Linked DNA regions of Rattus norvegicus: region 2 is linked to region 1. Evidence: chromatin contacts called from public Hi-C data. All regions are on one chromosome and are shown on one strand. Each heading gives the region's core, a stretch centred on a gene start, on an enhancer-like site or on the middle of the called end of the contact. The rest is flanking DNA. Distances are from core to core; before and after follow the strand shown. Region 1 holds the start of Xylb (xylulokinase). Region 2 overlaps Acvr2b (activin A receptor type 2B).

Region 1 (7,262 bases), core at 167-2,666:
ATCGGCTGACCCATGGGTCACAATACCAGATGATTTCAAACTGGGAATCGTGCCTTAACGTTTGGGAAAGTGAGGTAGGAGGTTCAGGAATTCAAGGCCAGTCCCAGCTATACTGTAAGTTCAAGGCCACCCTGAGGGCATGTGAGACCTTATAAGAGATCATGTCATGCTATACTTGTTGTTACAGGCCTATAATCTCAGCTACTGGGAGGCTGGTGGGAGGATTGTAAGCCTGAGGCCTGTTTGGGCAGAAGGAATTTTCGAGCCTAGTCAAGACTGTCAAAATAAGCAAACAAAAAGAAAAAATAGAAGGAGAAGGGAGAGAGATTATTTTATATATTATTAGTATTTTTTGTTATGTATCCCAGGCTGGCCTCAACTCATCGGCCTCCAGTCTCACCTATCCAAATACTGGATTAGAGTGTAAGCTACTATCCCAAATTTAATTAAGATTTTATTTTTCTAGTTGACTCTAGAACACAGGTCAGACAAAAGCTATTTCTTCGGTCTCCATTTACATTTTTCTTTTCCTTCCATATATATATGGGAGGGTGGTGTCATCTCACTGTGTAGCCTTGGCTGACCTGGAACTTTCCTATGTAGATCAGGCTGGCCTCAAACGCATAGAGATCTGTCCACCCAGCCTTCCTCATGCTGGAATTAAAGGCATGCACCAACACGCCCAGTTTGACCTTCAGAAGTCCACCCCACATTTCACTTTGAGACAAAGTGTCTTAATTCCGTAGCTCTGATTGCCTGGAATTCTCTATGTAGACCAGACTGGCCTTGAATTCACAGAGATCCACCAGTCTCTGCCTCCTGAGTGCTGGGATTAAAGGCATGCACCACCACAACTGGCTTCTTCAGCCCCTTTTTAATTTTATTTGAGACCAGGCTCCTTCCTTCCTTCCTTCCTTCCGTCCTTCCTTCCTTCCTTCCTTCCTCCCTCCCTCCCTCCCTCCCCCCTCTCTCTCCCTCCCCCCCCTCTCTCCCTCCCTCCCTTCCAGCCTGAGAATTCCGGGAGGCGGGGGGGGGGGGGGGGCAGGACCCTCCCTGAAGGACTTGCAAGAACTAGTTGCCCCAGAGTTCCCAAGTGTCTCCAAGGAAAGCCAGGCCTTCTTAGGTCGGGGCAGGGGTGAGTGGTGAGTGTGGGTGGGGTGAACTGGAGGGAAGCCACTTCGCTGCCGGATGGGGACCTGCACCGGTAGCGACCACCAAGTGCCCCATCCAGACCCAGTACCACTCGCGACCTCCCGCAGGCGGCGCCAGAGGGCAGTCCCACCTCGTGACTCCAGTCCAGAGTCCTGCCGGGCGTGGCGAGAGGCGGGCCCTGGAGTCTGGGCGCCGGAGCGCAGCGACAGTCTCGCCGCCTCGGGACACATGGACGCACGGACGCACAGACGGACGGTGGGAACCCCCAAGACCATGGCGGAGCGGGCGGGCCGCCGCTGTTGCCTGGGCTGGGACTTCAGCACGCAGCAGGTACGCGGGGGGCGCGGAGTGGGAGCCTAGCGATGCCTGCCAGCGAGACGCGTCCTCCCGGAAACCTCCGGTGCCTTCCTGCAGAACCCCGAGAACAAGAGCACGAACACGTAGCCGGGCGAAAGTGCCTGGAGAGGTCCACGCGAGTCCCGGTTGCAGATGACTGGAATACGAGACACTCGGCGAAAACGGCAGAGCCCACAGGCTGGCAGACGTGTGCGCGCATGCATAACCTAGATCCGGTTTACAACTGAGCGCCTTTACTTTACTTTATTATTTTATATTTTGAGGCAGAACTTTACTATGTAGCTTCCGCTGGCCTGGATTCACTGTGCAGACCAGACTGGCCTTGAACTCACAGTGATCCACTATCCGTAGCCTCCTGAGTGCTGGGTTTAAAGGAGGATGCCACCACACCACACACTTTTATTTTTTAAAAGTGAAATGGGCATAGTGTGCAAATGGACTTTGCCTGTCCGCAACCTCCCCACCCCCCTCTTGACTGGCATTAGTGTGCCAGGGTCTGCCATACCAGGACTGCTGGTCAGAGGTTGGAGTTCCCAGCAGAGAGCTGAGTGCATTAACAATTTGCCTTCCAAGTAGGCATGGGACGTCCGAGCATGCGTCCTCGAGGAATAAACATAGTAGCTGTGAGACCTTCTCAGACGGATGAAGAGAGCCAGAGCCTTCGGGTCCCTGTGGGGAACATCCCATAGGGATGTCACCTTGCCCTACTAGACCTGTTACTCCCTCTTCCCTGAGCTTGGAATGGAAGAGCTTCCTTAGGATGTCTTATCTGGCTTGATGGTAGTCACTGCTCTGGGGATAACCCCTGGAGACAAGCCTCCTTGTAGGGTGCAGATGTCATGGCCTCCCCTGTTTGAGGAGCATATTCTTGAAGACAGTGGGAGTTTCATCTGGATTTCTCATTTTTTAATTTTCTGCTTTTCTTTATTTATTTAAGATTTATTGATTTAACATATAGAAGCACACTGTCGCTGTCTTCAGACACCAGAAGAGGGCATCAGATCTCATTACAGATAGTTGTGAGCCACCATGTGGTTGCTGGGAATTGAACTCAGGACCTCTGGAAGAGCAGTCAGTGCTCTTAACCGCTGAGCCATCTCTCCAGCCCTATTTATTTATTTATTTTGAGCACGTGCCCCCTGAAACATTTTGCTACGGTTACGATGATGCCCAATAACCTTTGTGTCAATGCTGAACCTTACCTGACTTAGAAACCCCTTGGGCCGGGGTAGAGGCTGAGAAAATCCTACACACCGTTCTCATAAATGTCTTCCAGGTCAAAGTCGTTGCTGTTGATGCAGAGCTGAACGTCTTCTATGAGGACAGTGTGCATTTTGACAGAGACCTTCCGGAATTTGGGTGTGTAGCTGGTGGGCGTGGGCGGGCGGGTGGTTTGAGATCCTCCCTAAAGCATTTGCATTTATCAGCTTACTGGTCTGACCTAACCCAGCTGCAAGAGAGTCTGCATAGACCTCTGAGCATCTATTATTATTAATTATTATTATTATTATTATTATCGCCATCATTGTTGTTGTTGTTGTTGTTGTGTTTGCTTGCAAGTATGTCTGTGCACCACATTCCTGCCTGGTGTCCAAAGAGGCCAGCAGAGGACATCAGATCCCCTGTAACTGGAATCACAGACAGTTGTGAGCCACCATAGAGTGGTGGGAATTGAACCTAGTTCCTCTGGAAGAGCAGCCAGTGCTCTTAACCCCTGAGCCATACGTATATCTCTGCGGCCCCTGAGAACCTTTTCTTTGCACACTCGGAGTGATTTCTTCCCTATTCCTTCCCAGTTGAGCTCATCCGTTCACTCAGATTTTCGTTTTGTACCAGGCACAGGATGGTTCTTGGCTCCCTTCTGTTACTAATGGAAGAGCACCACATAGCGGGGCTGTGGTGGCGCCCGCCTTTAATCCTGGCACTCCAGGCAGAGGCAGGTGGATCTCTGGATTCAAGGCCAGCCTGGTCTGCAGAGTGAGTTCCAGGACAGCCGGGGCTACACAGAGAAATCCTGTCTCAAAGAGAAAAGGTGCTACAGACTGGAGAAGTTATAAAGAAATGTTCACGTCAGCTCGAAATCGAACTTCTTTCTGGCCAGAGTCCATTGGTCACATCTACTGTTGGCCTTCTTTTCCTTAGAGTACTTTTGGCACTAGGCATGTGCGCACGTATGTGCACCTGAGCGTATCTTCTCACCCCTTTTTGGTTCTTTTTTTTTTTTTTTTTTTTTTTTTCCCGGAGCTGGGGACCGAACCCAGGGCCTTGCGCTTCCTAGGTAAGCGCTCTACCACTGAGTTAAATCCCCAGCCCCTTCTCACCCCTTTTTGAAACAGGGTCTCATGGCTCTCACTGTGTAGTTGAAGACAACCTTAAATTTTTTTTAAACATTTATTCATTTATTATATATAAGTACACTGTAGCTGTCTTCAGATACACCAGAAGAGGGCATCAGATTTCTTTACAGATGGTTGTGAGCCACCATGTGGTTGCTGGGAATTGAACTCAGGACCTCTGGAAGAGTAGTCGGGTGCTCTTAACCACTGAGCCATCTCTCCAGCCCCAACCTTAAATTTTTTTTTTTCTTTTTTTTCGGAGCTGGGGACCGAACCCAGGGCCTTGTGCTTGCTAGGCAAGCGCTTTAAATTTCTAATCCTTGTTTGTCCCTTCAGAGGTTGCTGCTGCCACGTCTGGGATGTTTGTGGTTTTTGTTATTGTTGTTGTTGTTGTTTTGGTTTTGTTTTGTTTTTTGATTTATTTGTTTTTGAGAAGGCTCACTTTTTCTAGGCTGGCTCCCCCAGTTTGTAATCCTCCTGCTTCAGCCTCCAGAGTGCCAGGATGATGGAAGAGTCACACTTGACTGCTCCTTTTAATTTTTTTTTGGTTCTTTTTTTCGGAGCTGGGGACCGAACCCAGGGCCTTGCGCTTCCTAGGTAAGCGCTCTACCACTGAGCTAAATCCCCAGCCCCTTAAATTTTTTTTATTCATCTTTCTTTTTGTCCTGGGGATCAAAAAGGGCTTTGTACCTACTAAATCACAGAGTGACAGCCTCGGCTTCTCTTATACAAAGTCCCCTGCTCTTCAGGTACACACCTACAAGCTTAGCAATCAGGAGCAAGTTCCGTGCCAGCCTGAGCTACCAGGAGGAAAGAGAAAGCAACCAGTTTTCATTCCTGACGTCCAGCCCTGCCTTCTGGGCAAGGCTTTCTCTTCTGACATGGTGCCTTCTAGAAAAGACTTCCCCAGGGCTAAAGAGATTCCAGTTAAGAGCACTGGCTACTCTTCCAGAGGACCTGGGTTCAGTTCCCAACAGTCACTCACATGGTGGCTCACAACCATCTATGGCTCTAGTCTCAGGGGATCATATGGCCTGTTTGGACCTCTCAGGGTACTAGGCACACATGTGGTACACGCACATACATGTAAGGCAAAACACCCATATAAATGAAATGAAAACTGAGAAAAAAAAATGAGCTGTCCAGTTCTGTGTGAAAAGACTCCTCCGTCTTTTCCTTATGGCTTCTTGTGCTCAGTACATAGTTTCTGCTTGGCACACAAGGGATATTTTCCTTGGTGTGGAGGCCTCTGCCACCCACCATGTGGCAGTTCCTCAGAGATCGGCCTGTCCAGGGCTCCGTCCCACATACCTGTTCTCCCTGCAGAACTCAGGGCGGTGTCCATGTACACAAGGACAGGCTGACGGTCACCTCTCCGGTCCTGATGTGGGTCCAGGTAAGCATAGGGAGGCTCCCTCCCCTCTCCTGTATGCAGCCTGTGGCACTGCAGGCCCCACAGTGGCAGTTCTTGGAGGCATCCATTGAGACTGTATAAGTCTGGGGTCAGAATAAGCCAGAGTTTATGGTTTGCTTATGTATTCATTTACTTTGTTCTTTTGAAACAGGGTTTCTCTGTGCAACCCTGACTGTTCTGGAACTCGCTCTGACCAGGCTGGTCTTAAACTCAGATCTGCCTACCATAAGTAGCCTCCAGTGCCTCCGTAGCACTGGGATTAAAGGTGTGCATCACCACACCTGGCTGGCTGTTTATGTTTGAAGGATGAGGTCTCATAGCCCAGGGTGGTGTAGAACTCATTATGTGGCCAAGAAAAACCTTGAACTCTGATCCTATCTTTACCTCCTAAGTGTTAGGATTAAGTATGTAGCTTCACGCCCAGTGTATGTGGTCCTGGAGCTTCCTGCAAGCTGCCTAAACACTCTACAAGCTGTGTCCCTAGTCTGTGCCACCTTTAAAGGTTTATTATTTTATATGTGAGTACACTGTCGCCGTCTTCAGACACACCAGAAGAGGACATCGGATCACGTTACAGGTGGTTGTGAGCCATCATGTGGTTTCTGGGAATTGAACTCAGGACTTTTGGAGGAGTAGTCAGTGATCTTAACCCTCTCCAGCCCCTAGGCCACCTTTAAATAGACACAGAACCAGGCTTTCCTGGACCCTGCCATCAGTACTAGCATGGCCTGAGGGTTTTAGTGTCTTCATATTGTCCCCAAAGCATGGTCACTCAGGATGTTGTCTTAAAATTAATTAGACAGGCTAAAATCAGCTCCAAACTAGACCTGCCTGCTTAGGACCACCCACCCTGACCCTCCTGGGGCCAGATCTGGTGACCCATAAAAGGACCCATCTAACACAGACAAACGCGACATGTCTGAGCGTGCCTCATGCTGATGTCACCAAAGTCCTTCAACTTGGAAGCCAGGCAAAGGCAGCGCTTAGTGTGTCTGCCAAAAGCCTTCCTCCACCCTCCCATACCCATTTATCCATCTCCTATGTTATTTTCTGTTTAAAAATTAGACTACTGTGAGTTCTGTTCTATCTACCTGATCAAGGGTCAGACTCTGGGAGAGTGGAGTTAAAGATGGATTCTAACCAGACACGTTGACTGAAATACACCTCAGAGGACAGAGCCAGACCCAAGGTGCAGAGACAAGGTCAGAGGCAAGGGTCGTTGTTGAGAGGTCCCAGAGATGAAGTTAAGGACTGTGTCAGGGTGGGTGGGTGGAGATCCAGGGTTACCTGTAGAGCCAGGGTGGTCCCTAAGCTGAGGCACCCTCTGGTGCTGAACTTGTTTCTAACTTTGCCAGTCTCCGCCCTCCTGTCTAAGGTTTGACAAGAAGCATTGTCGGGGCCTGGGGTGATCTCAGCATGGAGTGGGGATCTCAGGGTTAGACATAAGCTGGAGCGACTTCTCTGTCCTCAGGAGACACAAGCTGCCATGAGTCTCAGATTCCTGCCGTGAAATGTTTATATTTGTCTGTCCATCTGCCGTGAAATATACATAAAGAGAGAGATGTACTAGTGTCTTCCAGGTTGACCTACAATACTGAGTAGCTGAGGGTGACCTTGAACTTCTGACCCTCCCTTCTCTAAATCCCTAATAAGGGAGAGCTTGTTTTCATGTGGTTTGGGGGTGGAATTCATGGCTCAAGGTATGGTAGGCAAGCCCCCTACCAATAAAGCCGCATCCCGGTCCATCTGGCCATGGGCCAAATTCAATAATAAATAAAAAGATTCAGTAGGGACTTGACAGCACAGCCACTGGTTCCACTCACTCCTCCCTCAGGCTCCTGTGTCAGAGTTCCGATGGGGTACCGGCTCCCCTCTGCACTAGGGTCAGATCCTTCAGACGGTGAAGTAGAAATGCATGTGAAAGGGAAGCAGTCGGTTTGAGCTGTTTGCTTTGCTTCTTCCCTAGAGCCTAGGAGGTGCCAAGTACAGGTGATTCTGAGAGG
Region 2 (6,692 bases), core at 1,916-4,415, 71 kb after region 1:
CTTTTCCTGTAAGCGTAGCTATTCTGCAGCACCTGGTGAACACAGGCGAGATGGTGAACACACACGCAGGAAGGCCCCGCCTACAGGCTGGTGTGGGCAGGGAACGGAGCACTAGCCTGGTCTTCGTAGGAGGTGTTGATGTGTGGGTGGCAAGGGGGGTAGGTTGGCATCTTTCTTCTCCAGGCGCCTTCAGCATCTTCAGGACTGGTTAAAAGTCACTGGGCAGCGCTCAGCTTCTCTCCTTTTTGGGGCGCAGGTTCCGGGCGAGGGGAAGCTGAGACTCGGGAGTGCATCTACTACAACGCCAACTGGGAGCTGGAGCGCACCAACCAGAGCGGCCTGGAGCGCTGCGAGGGGGAACAGGACAAGCGGCTGCACTGCTATGCCTCGTGGCGCAACAGCTCGGGCACCATCGAGCTGGTGAAGAAGGGCTGCTGGCTAGATGACTTCAATTGCTACGACAGGTACCCGGGGCACATTTCCGCTGCTGCTGCCTCCGTAGCCCAGCTGCGCATGCGCCACCCACTGATCTCGGGGTATCTTCTAAGGCACTGCCCTGGATCCCAAGTCCCTGTTCTGGTGTTTGCCCTCCTCAGCTCGGGTAGCATTTCAGTGCCTGCCTGTCCCTCTCAGCCTTGGGTCACTCTTCAAGGGAAGTGGGCTCACCCTACCTGCTGATGTTTCAGAAGCTGCTTTGCCTGAGGGGAGGGGCCTGGGAGAGTCTTGCTGTCCCTGCTGTGGAGTTTTTAACGGGGACTCTGGGTTTTCAGGCAGGAGTGTGTGGCCACTGAGGAGAACCCCCAGGTGTATTTCTGCTGCTGTGAAGGCAATTTCTGCAACGAGCGCTTCACCCATTTGCCGGAGCCTGGGGGCCCAGAAGGTGAGGGGCCTGTGGGAAGAGGGTCTAAGTGGCACTCTGGAGGCAGTGGGGATTGTTTGCAGGGCCTACTGGAGTGTTAGAGTGGGCGGGCTGTGTGACACAGGGCTCCATGTGTCCCCCAGTCACGTACGAGCCACCCCCGACAGCCCCCACCCTGCTCACGGTGCTGGCCTATTCGCTGCTGCCCATTGGAGGCCTCTCTCTCATCGTCCTGCTGGCCTTCTGGATGTACCGACATCGAAAGCCTCCCTACGGCCACGTGGACATCCATGAGGTGAGACAGTGCCAGCGTGGGGGCGGGGGTAGGGACGGCTGCGCAGACTCCTTTAAGCTCTTGCTTTTCCAGGACCCTGGGCCTCCTCCCCCATCGCCTCTGGTGGGCCTGAAGCCGCTACAGTTGCTGGAGATCAAGGCTCGAGGTCGCTTTGGCTGCGTCTGGAAGGCTCAGCTCATGAACGACTTTGTGGCTGTGAAGATCTTCCCACTTCAGGTGAGCTTTTGGGGGTCTTCAAGCCATCTTCTCTCACTGGGGTCCAAGCTGGAGTCTCTTCCCCACAGGGCAGCCCGGGATTCTGATTCAGAACTGAGAGTCCATCATAGGATTAGGGTCAGGCTTTGACCCACGTGGGTTCTGGGTCTTGCCATTACTTCCATGTGTGTATGCAGTTTGCATGTTTTATGTACACAAAGGCCTATGTGTGGAGGCTGAGATCGACACTGAATAATTTTCTTTATTGTTGGTTTTTTTTGTTTGTTTTGTTTTTTGTTTTTTGGGGTTTTTTTTGGAGTCAGGATTTCAGTGAACTTGACATATAGACCAGGCTGGCCTTGAACCCACAAAAGTCCACCTGCCTCCACCTCCCAAGTGCTGGAGTTAAAGGTGTGTATACCGTACCTGGTTCTCCACTTATTTACAGTTCTTTATTTTATTTATTTTAATGAAAATACTTATTTTTTACATGTACAGGTGTTTCGCCTGCATGTACCTATCTATGCGTGCCACATGCATGCCTGGTGCCTGTGGAAGCCAGAAGAGAGTGTTGGATCCTTGAGACTGGAGTTAGAGAGGTTGTGAGCCACCATCTATATGCTGGGAATTGAACCCAGGTGCTCAGGAAGAGCAGCCAGTGCTCCTAACCTCAGAGCCACCTCTCTAGGCTTCTACCCTTTAAAGTTCTTTTGAGACAAGGTCTCTCACTTAGCCTGGGACTGACTGGTTTGGTAGAGGAGTTGGCAAGCACCAGGTATCCTCCCCTGTTTGCCTTCCCCATCTTCCTGCTTCCAGCACTGGGGTTAAACTCTGTATAGGGGTCTGGGGATCTGAACTTGGGTCCTCATGCTTTTGCCTGGCAGGCCCTTAGCCTCCCGGAGCCCCTCCTCGGTCCCCGAGTTTGGTAGTTGACGTTATGGTCTACTCAGAGGCTCCTGACACCTGGCAAGCCTGGACTTAGTCGCCCAGGGTGCTTGAGGAGTCGAGCACTTGCTGGCTGATACTGGCTGGGCACCTCACTCAGCGTTTGTAAATCAGGGCGCTGGCATCAGCTCCCCCAGAGACTGCTGCCGGCCTGGCTCTCCTCGTGCATGTGGAGGCCAGGAGACCAGTGGTGGGGATGAAGTAGGGCATGTTGGGGTGGCTGTCCTGTGGCAGGGCTGAGCCGCCTCCCTACCTCAGGACAAGCAGTCGTGGCAGAGTGAGCGGGAGATCTTCAGCACACCGGGCATGAAGCACGAAAACCTCCTGCAGTTCATTGCTGCAGAGAAACGAGGCTCCAACCTGGAGGTGGAGCTGTGGCTCATCACAGCCTTCCACGACAAGGTGAGCTACACCCCAGCAAGGCCCCGGGGTGGACAGGGAGGTCCCAACGGTGGCTTTGCCATGAGTCGACCCCCGTGTCAGCCGCACCTCGGTCCCCTCTGCACGCTTGCACCAGGACATTCCCGCTGGGCCTGGGTTGGGTTGCACCCTGTTCTGCATTTGGAGCCTTTGCCCACAGTCGGCTGCCTTCTCTTAGGGCTCCCTCACGGATTACCTCAAGGGGAACATCATCACGTGGAACGAGCTGTGTCATGTGGCAGAGACGATGTCACGAGGCCTCTCGTACCTGCATGAGGATGTGCCGTGGTGTCGTGGCGAGGGCCACAAGCCTTCTATTGCCCACAGGTACCTGGTTAAGGAGCCCTCCCTGCTGTAGAGCATGGCTCTGCTTCCTTGAATGTGCCTGTGCTGCGTCCCAGTAAACCCTGCTCTCCCGTAGCTGGAGACAGCTAGCTCTCCAGGCCAGTGCTCTTGCGCCCTCTGCTGGGCACAGGAGAAAGTGCTGACTCTGGAGAGCTGGCTCTTCAAATTCTCAGATTGTGGTCCAGAACCTTTTATGTCCATGTTTGCTGATGGTTGCTAGCACAGAGCACACGTGTTTTATGTGTCGCCACGATAACATCAGCTGTCCACTATTCCCCTGGGGAGCCCCACTCTATACCGATGAGATTTAAAAGGGCAAACGGTAGTCAATTACCAGTGCCTAACTTCACGGAGCTCTGGATTAGGATCTTTTAGGATTTCTGAGCCACGCTGTTGTTTGGTTGGTTCGGTTTTGGTTTTTCTAGTCTAGGCAGAGTGGACTGCCTGCACCACTCGAGCACTGCCCTGCCTGTGCGGCTTTAGCAAGCTGACTCTATATTCTTGTTCACATTCCAAACATTGTAAGATTTGTGTGCCATGCCCTGTGAGATTTATGGGCCAGCTTCTAGTGCTGTGGTATAGGGTCTTACCCAGCTGCCAGAGTGGGACCTGCTGTATGGGCCCCTGAACTCCCAAGCCGTTCGTCTCCTGCCCCACAGAGGTGGGGATGGTTTGACCCAGGAGCTACAGGTCATGGACTCTAGTAATTTGAGAGGCAGGGTGGGAGGAGGATCGAGATCAGCCATCTCAGGGTGGGCCGGGTCTTGAACCTGTGTGACAGTTTGCTCTTGGTCTGCTCAGGGACTTCAAAAGCAAGAATGTTCTGCTGAAGAGCGACCTCACCGCGGTGCTGGCTGACTTTGGCCTGGCTGTTCGGTTTGAGCCGGGGAAGCCTCCAGGGGATACCCATGGGCAGGTAAGGAACCTGGGCAGTGGGAGGAGAGGCTGGCACAGAGCTCTGGGCTCAGCTGGGGTGACTGCAGAGCTACGTGGGAACTTGGGAACTAGGTTCTTAACTCACCAATAGAGAGGTTGGCGAGGCTTCCTCCAGCCACCCGGCTGAGGGATCCAGGCTTCATTTGGGCTTCGGCAGCTCGTCCTGGTATTTCAGTCTTTCTCTTTCTGTTGTAATTTTATTTTATTTTCCCAAAAGACGTTGTGTGTGTGTGTGTGTGTGTGTGTGTGTGTGTTGTGTAAGAGAGTCAGGTTTTTTTCCAGCATGTGGGTTCCTTGGCTTGAACTTGGGTCGTGTGGCTTGCAGCAAGCCTTTACCACAGAGGCTCCTGCCTGCCCTCAGTTGTAGTCATTAAGCGAGATTAAAGAGGAAAGAAAGGGTGCTGAGAATCCCAGCCAAACGTGTAGAAAAGGCCATGAAAATTAAGCCAGCAGTCATCCTGGGGGAGTCTCCCTGTGGTTTAAACGAGTTCTCCACATTCTTCTTCGGCCTTTTGACTGTTGCTTCATTGTTTATTTAACCTGTGTATTCCCGTTTCCACACGAGTTGCTTGTCTGGGTTTGGAGGCCTGGGGTAGCCACTGGGCATCTTCCTTGATCACCTTAAGCCTTGTCGATTAATACTGGGTCCTTTGCTGGTTATCAGGTAGTCTAGCCAGCTTTCTCTGGGGACGCCATCGTCCCCTCCCTGTGCTGCTGTTGCCACATTTATGTGGCTTCTCGATATCCAAACTTCTGTCTTCACACTTGAGTGGCTGGTGCCTTAGGAGCTAAGCCGCCTCTTTATCTGTTAGAGGGTCTGTCTCTGTGTCGTTCAGGTTGGTCTGGGACTTTTAGTTCTCCTGCCTCAGCCTTCCGAGTGTCTGGCTTTACTTTAGGCACCGTTGGAGGAAAAAGCCTCAGAGTAGCCTGTTTGAGATGTTCCAGGGCTGCACAGCTGTCTAACAAGCACTGCCTCCAGTCCATCAGTTACTGTCAGATAGAATCATAACCCTGCTTCAAAGGGACGGACCAGGGCTTCAGCTCCAACGCTTCGTGCTCAGAATTCCAGTCTTACCCAGCCTGGTGCTCATTGCTTCTCCCAGCCAACTGCATTTGAGTACAGCTGGTCTCTGGAGATCCTGTCCTTTGTCTTCCTGTAGGTTGGCACCAGACGGTACATGGCCCCCGAGGTGCTGGAGGGGGCCATCAACTTCCAGAGAGACGCCTTCCTGCGTATCGACATGTACGCCATGGGCCTGGTGCTGTGGGAGCTCGTTTCTCGTTGCAAGGCCGCAGATGGTGAGTGGTTTGTTGGCTATGGGCACCCTGGGCTGGGGGCTTGGAGCTGGGCCTTGTGATTCCATCAGAGCCCCCACCCGTCACTCAGGGCCTGTCGATGAGTACATGCTGCCTTTCGAGGAAGAGATTGGCCAACACCCTTCACTGGAGGAGCTTCAGGAGGTGGTTGTCCACAAGAAGATGAGGCCCACCATTAAGGATCACTGGCTGAAACATCCGGTGAGGGAGCTGGGTTCTGGAGTCAACAGGGGTACGTGAAGGGAACCTGCCTCGGCGTGAGGAGGGAAGGCTACCATGTTCCCTGGGTTCTAGGGACATATCCCTGAGGTTGTGGGAAATATGGTAGGCCCTTTCCTCCTTCTTGTCCCCTCTGTGGCTCAACTGGGAAACGTTGGACAAAGCTCTGTGTTTGGGCTTTGTGTTTATTTGACTTGAGTTCCAGTGTTCCAAGATGAGCAGCTCTGCCTGCGGGGAGCGGGAGCGAACATTCTCCTGGGCCCGGGCTCCGTGGGGTAACCAGCGGGAGGAGAGGAGTTTCAGGGAATTTGCAGCCTGATAATCCACCTATAATGGCTATAACTGGGCCTGGGCCGTAGGCCCTTCCTAATCCCCTGACTCATAGCCACTGGCTGCCCTCGCTGAGTAGCCCTAACAAGGGTTCTTTCCTCCCTCCCCGTCCTCCGCAGGGCCTGGCCCAGCTCTGCGTGACCATCGAGGAGTGCTGGGACCATGATGCAGAGGCTCGTCTGTCTGCAGGCTGTGTGGAAGAGCGGGTATCCCTGATCAGGAGGTCGGTCAACAGCTCTACCTCGGACTGTCTCGTCTCTCTGGTGACCTCCGTCACCAATGTGGACCTGCTCCCTAAAGAGTCCAGCATCTAAGCCCAGGACACTAGCGTTTCTCCAGACTCAGTGGATCTGAAGAAGAAAAAAAAAAAGGAAAAAAAAAGTTGTGTTTTGTTTTGGAAATCCCATAAAACCAACAAACACATAAAGTGCAGCTGCTATTTTTCCCTTGACTTTTATTATTATTATAATTATTATAATTATTATTAATATTATTTTTGGATTGGATCAGTTTTTACCAGCATATTGTTCTACTGTATCGCAAACAGCGGACACGTCAGCAGGCGTTGAGGTGCTGAGCTGTGAACGCAGAAGCGGCGCCATGCTGAAGAGCCTCAGCCACTTCCTGTCCTTCTTGTTCTCTTTGTCGTCTCAGAATCTGTAACACAAAGAAACTCGTCTCCTGTCTTAGGAAACTCAATGCTGCAGTTCTCTACTAGAGGAACCTTTGAAGACTGTTACACGGACACACCCTTCCTCCGAAGAGGGTCCCCCCTCAACCCCCTTTATTTTGTATTTCTCCCATTTCAGGCAGTGAACTTAAGAAAGGGCA

Evidence for each region. A called contact is a pair of places that touch in the nucleus more often than the background predicts.
Region 2: a Hi-C map of frontal cortex shows a contact between it and region 1, with 3 times the contacts expected there. The contact joins the enhancer-like site here to the promoter of Xylb in region 1. A contact is called at or near these places in 10 of 12 Hi-C or Micro-C datasets (the A7r5 cell line, the Rat2 cell line, Schwann cells and 7 more) and 1 of 1 datasets of contacts at active chromatin or transcription factors (oligodendrocytes).

What each region holds. Positions count from the first base shown.
Region 1 is chr8:127,972,382-127,979,643 of GRCr8, forward strand. It overlaps Xylb (xylulokinase), which reads left to right and starts at 1,417. Exons shown (of 19, transcript NM_001033704.2): 1 at 1,417-1,482; 2 at 2,786-2,868; 3 at 5,172-5,241. The coding sequence starts at 1,426.
Region 2 is chr8:128,041,951-128,048,642 of GRCr8, forward strand. It overlaps Acvr2b (activin A receptor type 2B), which reads left to right. Exons shown (of 11, transcript NM_031554.1): 2 at 257-464; 3 at 771-880; 4 at 1,003-1,154; 5 at 1,227-1,370; 6 at 2,553-2,696; 7 at 2,893-3,041; 8 at 3,861-3,975; 9 at 5,156-5,294; 10 at 5,383-5,513; 11 at 5,981-6,231. The coding sequence ends at 6,175. Among named protein-coding and RNA genes, the nearest start is that of Exog, 18 kb to the right of the region's middle. Within about 2 kb of position 3,166, at least 10 of the 93 cell types and tissues checked have an H3K27ac peak or open chromatin away from gene starts, as enhancers often do.